Linked DNA regions of Gossypium raimondii: region 1 is linked to region 2. The links are chromatin contacts, called in public Hi-C maps. All regions are on one chromosome and are shown on one strand. The core of a region is the stretch at or near the end of the contact, and the rest is flanking DNA. Distances in the headings are between cores, read along the strand shown. Region 1 holds the start of LOC105763524 (calmodulin-binding transcription activator 3). Region 2 holds the start of LOC105762053.

Region 1 (6,242 bases), core at 3,302-5,801, 220 kb after region 2:
CTCACAAAACCAACATATTCTCAAACTAAATTAAATTAGCTACCTAATCATTTATTAAAAACTGAGCCATATTTAGCTAAAATAAACATACCTGATTCAGCATCTTCATATTCTGATGCCTGCACATGCACACTGTTCATGCTTGCTGTATCCATAGTTTGTGAAGGAATCTGACTATTATTGGGAAGAAAATTGGAAGACAGAGAACTTTCCACCTCAGAATTGGGTACAATTCCTACAGCTTCTTGGGAATATGGAATACCTCCTTCAGTCTCTTTGAGACGGTTAAAATTTGTCCTATTTCCCTGACAAAATTTCAGAAAGTAAAAAAGAAAAACTAAAAAATGGCTGTTCATGGGAACTATTAAGAAACTTACAGAAAACACTTGAGAATGAGACAAATATTAAATTCAATTATGTTCAGAGTTAAGAAATGTATACGAAAATCTGCAATTACATTTTGTGATGCCAAAGACCTTTAATGTTTTAGAAGAGATTAAGGAGCAATGTTTTACTATGTCTAGTTGCTCAGAAGGCAATGCTCACAACAGGAAAAAGGGTGGGAAAATATAGGAATTAGCAGCCTTTTATCCCCTCTAATTTCCTGTTTGCTCCCTTAATGCTGTCTAACAAACTTCCTTTTCCTGATTCAGAACAAGATTGGGGCAAGTCGAATAGAATGCCTAGTCCTGGTACAACAGGGGCAAGTTCACCACCTAATGTCAGTTGGTCCAAGTTAATGGCACCAAAAGACAGTAGAAAATATGAAGGAAGAAAATGAGCAATCATTCAAGGTAGAGATAGCCACACAGCTTAGATGGAAATAGCTCAAGTAAATTAACGGGAGTGAGAAGACAGTAGTGGACAAAGCAACAAACAATACAAAGTTCATACTGCTCAAGTATATATACATATACATATATATAATATTGACCATATAATATACACCATCTGACCATCAACACAGTACAAAATACAATACTTATCCTTGATTTAAGCCAAGAAAACTATGTTCTTGGCCTGCTGAAATTTTTGCATGCACAATAAAGAAATCAAGTAAAAATGAACATAATTGAATGTATTAACTTGTTTTAGAGCATTCAGACCGTACCACTTCAAAATGTACACATGAAGAGATAAGAAAGATGTCTACAAACAAAAAGCTGCTCCATCAATTTATATCAACTTCTTAAAACTCCTTTTTGGCCAGGTAATAATATTCAGAATTCTGCACCCATACCATCATCTAAAGCTAGAAATATATGGGTTTCAATTTCTAACTTTTACCAGTCAAAGAACCTTCTAACAAACGAAGCTATAAAACTATTATAAACTTCAAATAGTTCTTTCAAAGATGGATAAGCAGATGCAGAAAGAAAAAGAAAAAGGTGATAGAAAAAGGTCTGACCTTTACATCTCGATAGTGGACAAGAACAATGTGCGAGAGATCCCTACACATAGCAGTGAATTATGTCAGCAACCAAAGAGAGATTCCTTAAATTAGTTCTGCAGCAGAGAAACTAATTACAGTTTCAAGCAAAAAGCACATGCATTTCAAACAACAAAACATGACCCACATTAGCAGAATTGATTGCAAAAATTAGAAATCTCTGCCAACATGCTAAATAGTCTATTATCGTAATGCAAAACATACTATAAAAAGACAAGGAATCTTAGCTTTGGTATTTCATTATGTTAACCTTATTGAAGGTATAAATATGAGTTGATTGTTGACCAAGTTTTTTCCTAATTTTAGAGAAGAAAAGTCGAACCGATCAACAGAATTTCAGACTTAACAGCCATCTTTTGAATGTAGAAACAAAATATCAGAATTAATAATGCATGTAATATAGAAGCATCCTATCATGGAAAAGAAGAGGATAAAACCGAGTTCAGTACAGGCGTAAGCAAAAGAAAATTTTCGATACAGTCTAAACTGTCTTGGTGTATCGGTTTAACTGACATGAAAGAAAATAAATTCTAGGCTCAAATTTTAGTAATAGAAAAATTAAAGGACGAGTGTGTAATTTTCAGGAACAAGAAAAAATATAATTGCCTTCAACTCTCAGTGTCTCCATCACCTAAGTTTAGACTATCAACTCCAAAGTAGAGGAAGAATTTTTTTGTAAATCACATCTAACTATTATTTCATTGAGTGAAATAAACCAAGTATAACTAAAGCAAAATTTAATTATTGAAATAGAAAATGTAATGCACACACAATAATGTCAAAACAATGACCGCCACATGGCCCATAAACATATAAAGACTCACTCTTCAAGCATCCAATAACTGCGTCTTTGAAAATTTTCATTTTCTTCTCCATGAGCATAGTAGCAATGCAGAACATCAATGCTTCCTGCCTGAAAATATCAACATCTGTCCAATGGTTTTCACTTGAAGCAAAGAAAACTTCATACAAAATGTGTTCTTTCTTACCACAAAAGAATTCAACATAGACAACAAGATGACACTGACTCTTACCTTGAGTCTCTCATGAGCTTCCTTCACTGTCTTCCCATCCTTTTTCTTCCTCCAGTTATGTCCATCCTTTCTAAAGTATCTCAGTACCTTTCGATCAAAAAGAAAAAGTGAACCACCTGAAAACAGAAACAGTTGGATAATTAAATTTGGGATGTTAGCATAGTTTAAATATCAAAACGACATTCAATCCAATTTGGGATGTTAGCATATTTTAAATATCAAAACAGCCACTAACTGAATTCAGGATGTTAGCATATTTTAAGTATCAAAACAACCATTAATTACTAGTAGCAAACTTGTTCTGCTCATTATTGTAGAGGATGAATCTAACCCAAAATAAGTACTCTAAAAAATGCACCAAGACAAGCACTGGACTGTGTGATTTTGTAATCAATAATCAGCAAGTTATCCATCAACCAAGGGGCTAAATTAATAACCCAGAATAATAGAAAAATAAGATATCAGCAGATTTTAGGAAAAAGTAAGATATTTAAATTTAGATGTCAAGTTAATGATGTAATTTGACCCGCCATGGAATCAGAGGACTGAACACACACACACACACACACACACAAAAAAAAACAGAGAGAGAGAAGAATGGCATTATGAGAAAATAAGAAACAATATAGTAACATGGTTTGTTTGAGAACATTTTAACTATAGTATTTACATCATAAATGATTTTCTATCTGAAGCACAATCCAAATACAATTCCATTACCTAGGAAAAGGATTAAAAGAATTGAAAGACAGCACATTGACGTGGAATATTTGAGAAAAGAAAGCTGCAATCCCACAAGGGAAAGATATTGAGCAGATATTCAAAGAAGCAAATGATAATATTATCCTAAATGGCAGGAGAAATAGAACTTCAGAATCAAAAGAGCAATATTTTCATGATGTCAAGATAATTATCAACCTATCATCATCTAACAGCATGAACCATTACAATGCAATTAAAAGATCATACTTGGTGGCATATGTGCTGGTTCGGAAGAAATGTGGAATTTCTTATAATTTCTAAGAATTTCACATATTTCAGCTGGTCTTAACCACCTGTGCTGCGCTTCCAGGAGTATTTGATCAATATCTGCACCAAACAAGATGAGAGAGTTCGCTCAAATCTATGTACATAACTTAATATCAAAAAGTAAAAAACCACCAAATTACTCAAACCCTCACATTAACTTCGTAATAAAAAAGATTCTTGATTAATACACAGTTTTGTGTACCAAAGAAGAAGAAAGTCAAAACAGCTTCATTTGCCTTTTAATTCTGACCCTAAGTCTCTCTCTTTTCAACAAAATTAATACCCCCTCTGCTTAACCATTTCTCTTCTTCCGCATAAAAGAACCCGAATGAGAAGCCATAGTCTCGAACAAATTAATTTAAAACCCACCACAGAAACTAAAGTATAAGCAAGAGCACTACATTTTAGTAAACTAAACCATTAAAAAAAGGGAGTTAAAACAAGCAAATTTCAACATTCACTAGAAACCCAAATAAAAGATGATGTAAAAAACTAGGGGGACCGGTGGGGGGGGGGGAATGAAAAGAATATTGAAGAGCCAATTATATAGGTACCGAGTTGATTAGTAAGGACATAGCGCCTAGACTCTGCCATAATCTTGGCTTTCTTTCTTCTTTTTCTCTGTTCAACTCTCTCTCTCTCTTACCTCAAAATATAAAACCCTTGAGAAAAAGCTCCTTTCCAAGTACAGAAGTTATACTCATTTTAGGATCTGTTAAAAGCCCAAAACAAAACAAAAAAAGAACGCGGTTTATCGAGAAAAGAGAAAGTGGGTGACCGAAGGTAACGCGCCCTTGCTATGTAAGTTTTAATCTTGTTTGTAAAGAAGAATTTTCAAATACAGAAAATTTATATATACATATTTACAAGAGAAAGAGAGAGGAAATCGCCGAGGAAATGGATGGAAGAAGGATTATCACTATCACCCAGGATTCAACGTCGTAGACTTTCTTCGCTCCACTTTTTGACCACCCTTCTTACTTATTGAAACAATCTGCCTCTGCCATTCTCTTTTATCATTTTCCCCAACTTAACTAAACTTTTCTTTTGGTGACAAGGGTACATAAACTATCTTTTATCTATTTTACACTAATTTATAATTTACCCATTAAATATCATCATTGGAAGTTTAAAATATATTTTTAAATTTTTTTTCTTCTACATTATTTTTCTCTTTATTTATTTTTTTCTTTTCTTTTCCATTTTCTTTCTTCTTCCTTTTAATATTTGTCAAATACTAACAATATTTATACCGAAAATAAAATACTATTCAAAATTCACTCGCTCGAAATCAAGACACTAGCCATTAATTATATTTTCAAATTTTACTGCATGCTTGTTGAACCTGGCCAAATTTAAAAAGTTCTTTTATTAATCAAAATTAGTGTTTTTAAAAACCGAACAGATCCATTGGACAAGAAACTGACTGGAATATCAATCCAGAGATAAAAATTGGCTTGGTAACTTTTCGTTTTGAGGTTTTCATACTTGGGATTGAATATTAATTATATGCTGAAATTGGATTGAGCATGTCACTTGGCTAAATTAATAATCGGGGACTTTATTCGTTTTTCCGCTATAAGCCAGATAAACAAAAATGTTTTTCTTTAAAGGCAATGTCGTGCAATGAATTTTTTCTAAAAACCACGCCAATTTTGCTAACTTGACTTAATAAAGGATGGTTTAATTAGATGAACGTTTTCCCAAAATTAACAAAGGCAACCGCGATTTTATTAAAAGTTAGTGTTTTGGAGGTTTTCAACTATCAACAGAGTAAGTTTGACGACTAGGTGTCCAATGTGACTTTCACGATCTGGCCATAACATTTAAGCGGGGTTTGGGAGGTTACATTTAGTGGTATTAGAGCCAGGTTCATAAACTCAGCTTGAGGTTTTAATGGATCTATATGCATTCATTGAAAACAAAAGGGTATTCTTTGGAATCTTGGGTACCCCATGGCGACAAAATTAATAATAAAAAATAATTTTGATCAACCCATGGATCCATGTGCGAGGAATGGATCGGGGTGAAATAATGGTTTTGAAATTACCGTAATTTCAATCTGAGTAGACAGTGACGCCTCGGCAATGAGAACTCTGATATACTATCGAACCAAGCTGCAACCTTTTATGATTCCGACCTCTACGTAATCCCCCCAGTTTGACAATGAACAGAAGAAAATCTCCAAAACTGTTTTGGAGAAAACTTTGCTTGAGGGCTGCTAGACCTCACAAGTAAAAATACGTAATCTTTTTTTTAGGGTTTTTTTAATTAGTATATATATTTTTTTATCCGAACATAATAATCATAATTAAAATAAATAATACAATAATTTTTTAACCGAAAATTATAACTACATTAATTATAACAAAGATTTCAGTAAACTATATTTATTTAAATTTATATACGAACCAAATTCATATATATTAATAGAACTGTGTTCTCATTATGTGTACAACATTCTTGTACATATAATATGTTCGATATTTGATTGCCCAATTAAATTAATTCTATAATTAATTTAATTCATGTGACAACCAAACACAATACCAACTATGTTTTATTCCGTTCATTTCAACCATAGGGTGTGACCCTGTAGGTTCTTATAACGTTAGCAGTAATATTAGAACGATTCTAATGTTATGAACAATGAGTGGCATCTAGCAATGCATTATTGCTATCTAAGTTACAAAAAGTCATGATTCGACATAACCTTTTGTGATTAACCT
Region 2 (6,646 bases), core at 85-2,584:
CCCGCTACGTGAGTTAGACTTGTAATCTTGCTCCTCAGGTTTGTTTCTTTCTATTTTTCTCGTTCCCTGGAGTTTTCTTGGGGCCTGACGTTGCTTGCGGTGTGGTGTTTTTTGATTTCTCACCCTGTGTTGAGGGTTTTTGGGTTTTGGTGTGTATCTTCCCCCGTTTTCCTTTGAGTTTTTGTCTTGGAAGATTCTTGAGGTCATCTTTTGATAGAAAGATCGGACTTTGACGTCAAATCAATGACGGAGGAGATAAATGACCTCTTGGAAAGGTTAAAATTTTCAGAAGAGGAGTCCACACAAGTTATTAGTAAAAATGATGTTTAAAATGCGCGGGGTTTTGAATCTAGGGCAGTTGGCAAGATAATAGCGACAGAGACTCCGAATACGGAGGCTATGTATAGGGTTTTCAAGTTGCTGTGGTACACCAAAGAAGAAGTGGATTTTTTCGCGTTAAAGGAAGGGGTGGTGATTGTAAAGTTCAGGTGTCAGGAGGACCGTAGCCGCATCTTAAACCTCACACCTTTGCTGTTTGATAGGTGCTTATTCTCAATGCTACCGTTTGAGAAAGGAAAAGGCTTTGACTCGTACAAGTTTTGGTGGTCACCTTTCTGGCTTAGGATCTATAACATCCCATTAGAACTGTTGGATTGCTAGATGGTTTTGGATGTTGGAAATGCTTTGGGCGAACTGGTGGCAATCGACTGGAGGGATCGTAATAGAGGGTGGACTGAATTTGTCAGTATCAAAGTCAAGATAAATGTCTTAAAACCTCTAAGAAGAGTGGTGAAATTGTTGGATAGAGAAGGGACGGAAGTGATAGGGGTGATAAAGTATGAAAGGCTTCCGAATTTTTGCTATGTTTACGGGTTGATAGGACATTCGAGCAAGATATGTAAGCATAATAAGGAGGTTTCAGAACTAAATGAGTCAAACCTACAGTATGGTAGTTGGATGAGGGCTCCGCTTGTTAATCCAATCCAAGATAGAAATATTAGAAGGAATGGGGTGGAACTAATGAAATCAAAGGATCAAATGAATGCTGATAAAGAGGGGAGCCAGTCGAACTCGAGAGGGGAGAGTGAGTAGATGGGATAGAAAGGAAAGGAAAGGCTTGGGGAAGAGGAGTCAATGTCTACTTCCTCTGTGGAAAAACAGAGCCATAAAGCTATGAGGGACGGATTGGGACGTTTTAAGAGTAAACGAAGGAGGAAAAGGGGCTTGGAGGGAGAAAATGGGGAGGAAAGCCTGGCAAAGTTGGTTAAAAGGAGGCTGTTAGAAAACGTTTCACCTTTCAAGGCGGTGGCTGGAGACCAGCCCCGCCAAGAGCAATGAAAATCTTTAGTTGGAACTGTCGGAGGGTTGGAAACCCCGCGACAGTTCGTGAGTTAAAGCAACTTCTCGTTGCGAATGCTCATGATATTGTATTCTTGTGTGAAACAAAAATCCACTCTAACGAGTTTTCTCACATTCGGGCCATGTGTAGGATGGAGGGGTGCTTAGCTATAAGCTCAGAAAGAAAGAGTGGGGGCATGGTGCTGATGTGGAGGGAAGGAGTGAGAGTCACAATCCAGAATTACTCAAGATGTCACATTGATTCGGTGGTCTGGATAGAGGACGGGGAGAAATTTAGGTTCACTGGCTTTTATGGGCAATCGGAGCCAAGTTTAAGACACCAGGCGTGGGATATGCTGAGAAGAGTTAAGAGCACGGTCAATGAAGGCTGGATCGTGAGAGGTGATTTTAATGCCATCTTGAATGACTCGGAGAAAAAAGGGGGTCGTAGAAAACCTAGGGCTTTGATGGACGAGTTTGGAGATATTTTGGAGGAGTTATGTTTGACGGATGTGAAAACAGGTAATGGCTGGTTCACTTGGACAAATAATAGAGATGGAAACAGACTGGTAAAAGAAAGGCTGGATAGATTTGTTATTTCGAATGTAATCATGGAGAGAATGCCGTTACTTGCATCCTATGTTGTGCGCCAATCCAAATCCGACCATGAAGCCATCTTAATGGGCTTGCACGGAAGTAGGCCAAAAGTGAAGGGTAACGACCCGAGGGTTTGTTTTAGGTATGACCGTTGTTGGGCTAAGGAGCGGGAGGCTAGGGATATTATTTCTAACATTTGGTCCAACGAGGAGACAAACTTGCTGGAAAAAATGGATCTGATCCGGGAGAGGTTGGGACCTTGGCAATATCAACGTTATAAAAGGATGAAGCAGAAAATTAAAAGCCTGGAGAAGGATATCGGTTGACTCATGGATGGGCACATTAACGAGAGATCTACAAACTTGCTTAAGGAAACCCGGTGCAAGCTGGGCCAGTTATATGATACGGAAGAAAAGTATTGGGGGACTAGGTTGAGATCGCAGTGGTTCAGGGAAGGGGACAGAAATACGCGTTATTTTCACGTGCGGGCTTCGGGCCGCCGTAAGAAAAACAACATTGATAGGATTAAAGATGCGTATGGAAATTGGCACATTGAAAATAAGGAGATCTGCCATATTGCGTGGGATTATTTCAATGAGTTGTTTAAGACATCTATTGACTCGTTGGATGAGAGTGACGTGCATGTTATTCCCGAGTGCATTAACGATGACATGAATAGGAGGCTGACAGAGGAGTTCTCAAAAGAGGAAATTTTGAGGGCTTTCAATCAGATGGACCCCCGTAAGGTTCCTGGGATTGGTGGGCTGTTGGGGAGTTTTTACAAAGAGCATTGGACTACGGTGGGCGAGGAGGTTCTGCGTCTGTGCCAAGATATTCTTCATGGCCACAGAAGCATTGAGTGTATAAATGAAACGCTAATTGTGTTGATCCCTAAAATAAAAAATCCATGTGTTATGGCTAACTTTCGGCCTATTAGTCTGTGCAGGGTTATATACAAGATTGTTTCAAAGGCTCTCGCTAATAGGCTTAAAGAGGTTCTGCCCCTGTGCATCAGCCAGAATCAAAGTGCCTTTGTCCCCAACAGAATGATCCATGACAACATCTTTGTGGCTCATGAGCTCATGCACTATCTCGGTAGCTCCAAGAATGGTCTTAACAAGGGATGTGTGGTCAAGCTCGATATGAGCAAAGCCTACGACCGTGTGGATTGGAGTTTCCTGCAGAGAGTGTTGATTAAAATGGGTTTTTCTAATGTATAGGTTAACAAAATCATGGAGTGTGTGTGCTCTGTTCGTTACAGAGTTAAATGCAATTCCAATATTTCTAATATCATTTTTCCGGAAAGAGGACTCCGGCAAGGGGACCCTTTATCCCTGTACTTATTTCTTTTCTGTATGGAAGCCTTGTCTCGCATGTTGCTCCATGCCCAAGAGACAAATAAGATTAAGGGTATCCGGGTTAGCAAGGACGGCCCGAGAATCAACCACCTTGCTGATGATGCTTTATTGTTTGTCAGGAATAAACAGAGCGAGGTGGAGGCTATCACTAAGATCATTGAGTCTTTTGAAAAAATGTCTGGCCAAAATATTAACATGGAGAAGTCAATGATTTATTTCAGTCCCAGTACCCCCGGTCCTCAACGCTTAAGTTTAAGTAGTATGCTTAAGGTGAAGGTGGTGAATAACCTGGATGCGTATCTGGGGCTGCCCATTCTGATTAGCAAAAGGATGTCTGGCCAAAATATTAACATGGAGAAGTCGATGATTTATTTCAGTCCCAGTACCCCCGGTCCAAAAACGCTTAAGTTTAAGTAGTATGCTTAAGGTGAAGGTGGTGAATAACCTGGACGCGTATCTGGGGCTACCCATTCTGATTAGCAAAAAGAAGTCAACGGCTTTTCAGGGTATCTTAGATCGAATGGCCAACAGAATAAATAGCTGGTTAAAGAGGTTACTATCGTACGGTGGCAAAGAGGTCTTTATCAAGTCTGTCCTACAGTCGATTCCTACTTATGCTTTTTCGGTGTTCTTTGTTCCCGAGGGCATCCTTAAGAAGATCCAAACTATGATAAGCCACATGTGGTGGGGTGGCGGGGAAAAGTCTAGAGGGTGGTATTGTCTGTCTTAGGATCGGGTTTGCTTCTCGAAAGGTATAGGGGCCTAGGTTTCAGGGATCTTAGGCGGTTCAATGTGGCTTTATTAGGTAGACAAGTGTGGAAGCTGTCTAGTTGCAAAGATACATTATGTTTCAGAGTTTTGAGTGTGAAATATTTCCCGGATGGTAATGTATTTTGCCCCAAGAGAGTTGACAAGCCATCTTTTATGTGGAAGCGTATTGCCAAGGTCGCTAGTTTACTGTACGAGGGTTTCGGGTGGAATGTGGGCAACGGCAGAAGGATAAATATACGTCAGGAGAACTGGGGTGTTAAAGGGCTCTCTGGTGACTCTATTCGTCTGAACAGAAAGGAGGTGCCCGGGACTAAGGTTTGTGAGCTTATTGATGAAACTAATGATGGTTGGATGGAGCAGAGAGTTATGGAGATCTACGGTGATTACATGGGGGACCAAATCTACAAAATCCCCATTCTTTATAATGGTCCTGACGATTACCGTATATGGTTTCATAGTCCTCTGAGGTCTTACTCCACTAAATCTGCGTATTCTTGGATGACTCTTAAGCACGTGGGCTTTGGTCCCCATCGGTTCTTTTGGAGGCTTGTCTGGAATCTGCATACCTTGCCAAAGATTAAGATTTTTTGCTGGCGTATTGGCCATGACATTCTGCCTACATATGAAAATATCTCTAAAATCAGGAAGGAGTTCAGTTGTTTATGCCTGAGATGTGGGAGCGAGGAGGAGACCCTCATGCATGCGTTGAAAGATTGTCCGAGAGCTAAGGCGGTCTTGATTCACGGGGGTTTTGATAATGCTCTTTTGAATGGCAGTTACTGGAGGTGAGTGGACTGGATAGAAGATGTGGCCCGTTCGTTGGACAAGAAGGCTCTTTTGGATTTTGTTACGGTACTCTGGAATATTTGGAATAGTAGGAACAATAAAGTGTTTAGAAATACGGAGGAAGATGCAAAGGCAACTTAGGATAGAGCTGCTACGTTGAATAGGGATTTTTGCATCTTTAACTTTATGGAGAGACCGATGATTCCCAAGCCTGTCGAGGAGAAAGGGTGGCAAAAACCTAGACCTAGGGTGGTTAAAATAAACTTTGATGCTGCGGTTGCTAGGAGAAGGATGAACTTCGGGATTGTGGTCAGGGATCATGATGGCTTTGTGCTTAGGGGGCGCGCGAGTGTTTTGGAGAATAACGTTGGTGCTGAATGGGCCGAGCTGCAGGCGTTGGCTGAAAGCTTGGAGCTGGCGCGGGAGAAAAGATGGCTCAAGTTGGAGCTGGAATCTGATTGTGTGAATCTAGTAAATCAACTAAAAAGGCGTGCGTTGACTTTTCAACCTATGGCTTATGCATTCGGCAGATTCTAAATTCTTTTGATTGTTTTTATCGTTGTATGGACCCCCCAATGTTGTAATAAATAAGCAGACAAACTTTGTAAATGGGCCTTTAAAAACAATTGTACTAAGGCTTTTGACATGGACTATCCGATTGAGATCCATGATGTAATTTTGAAAGATGCTATTAATTGAGTTTTTTGACCTTCGGGTCTTTCCATAAAAAAAAAAGCATGTCGCCTGGTAGCAAGTCGCCTGGTAGCGAGTAGCACGCGTTTTATGATTTTTTCTCCAAGATTTGGACGATATCGGTTCTTGATTTTTTGTTTGTGTGTCTGCCTTATTCGTTGAATATTATGGCAGTAAAGAGGGTTTGATTGTGTTGTTCATGTTTTGTTGTAGTTTCTATGTTCATTGTTTCCTGTTCTTTTGGAAGTACGCCTGATTTGATTGTGATTGGCGGCAGACGGTGTTTAATCACTGGACAAGACGTTTGTGTGCAGGTCTCGTCAGTCGGTTCTTGCGGTGCTTTTTGGATTTGGTGGCCTATGTGGAACCCACGGTGGAATGATTTATGTTTATTTTTTTGTATGGTCGTACAGTGGGTGGCCTCTGTTTTGTGTCTGCGGGGCCCACGGTGGTCTGAGTTTTTTTGGTTTTCTTGTTGTCTTTCCTTACGTTTCTTTGGCGCCATCTCTAGATGAAAAAAGGGTTTATTAAATTCTACGTTCTTTTCTGCCGATTTTCTTGCATGCAGGGTTTTGGGGACGCACGTCCTTGATCTGATGGAAATCTCGGTTTGGTATGTCTCGTCCACCTCATCATGGGGAATTTCTTTGTGATTCTTGCTGGTTTTTTCTATTTTCCCGGCAATTTTCGCTTTTCGTTTATCTGTTCTTTGATAGGAAAATCTTGTTTCCCATTTGTTTCTATTTTGTTTTTTTGGTTTTTGTCTTGTTTCTGAGTTTTCGTGAGTTTGTCCGGTTCAGTTGGTTTTGTTTGATTTAGGGTTTTCTTTTTGGTGGTCTCTGGTGGTATGACCAAAAAACGAGTTGAAAATATCGATGGGCAAAATGAACGAGCTCCTGGAGAGGCCAAATTTCTCGGAAGAAGAGTCTATTGAGAGTGCACCACCTCTTTAAGGCAGTGTTCGATGACCAGACCCACCAAGAGCCATGAGGATTCTTTGTTGGAACTGTCGAGGGATTGGATACCCTGCGACAGTTCGTGAATTGAAGCAACTGCTTGTTGCTAATGCCCCTGATGTCATCTTTCTGTGTGAAACTAAAATC

What was found. Hi-C and Micro-C count contacts between places; a contact is called where the count stands out from the background.
Region 1: a Hi-C map of leaf shows a contact between it and region 2, with 2.6 times the contacts expected there. The contact joins the promoter of LOC105763524 here to the promoter of LOC105762053 in region 2. A contact is called at or near these places in 2 of 2 Hi-C or Micro-C datasets (both in leaf).

Annotation. Positions count from the first base shown.
Region 1 is chr12:21,364,988-21,371,229 of ASM2569854v1, forward strand. LOC105763524 (calmodulin-binding transcription activator 3) reads right to left here and starts at 4,552. Exons shown (of 13, transcript XM_052624808.1): 1 at 4,440-4,552; 2 at 3,454-3,573; 3 at 2,485-2,600; 4 at 2,275-2,363; 5 at 1,409-1,451; 6 at 92-305. The coding sequence starts at 3,463.
Region 2 is chr12:21,148,912-21,155,557 of ASM2569854v1, forward strand. It overlaps LOC105762053, which reads left to right and starts at 1,335. Exons shown (of 1, transcript XM_012579973.1): 1 at 1,335-2,261. The coding sequence starts at 1,335. The coding sequence ends at 2,261.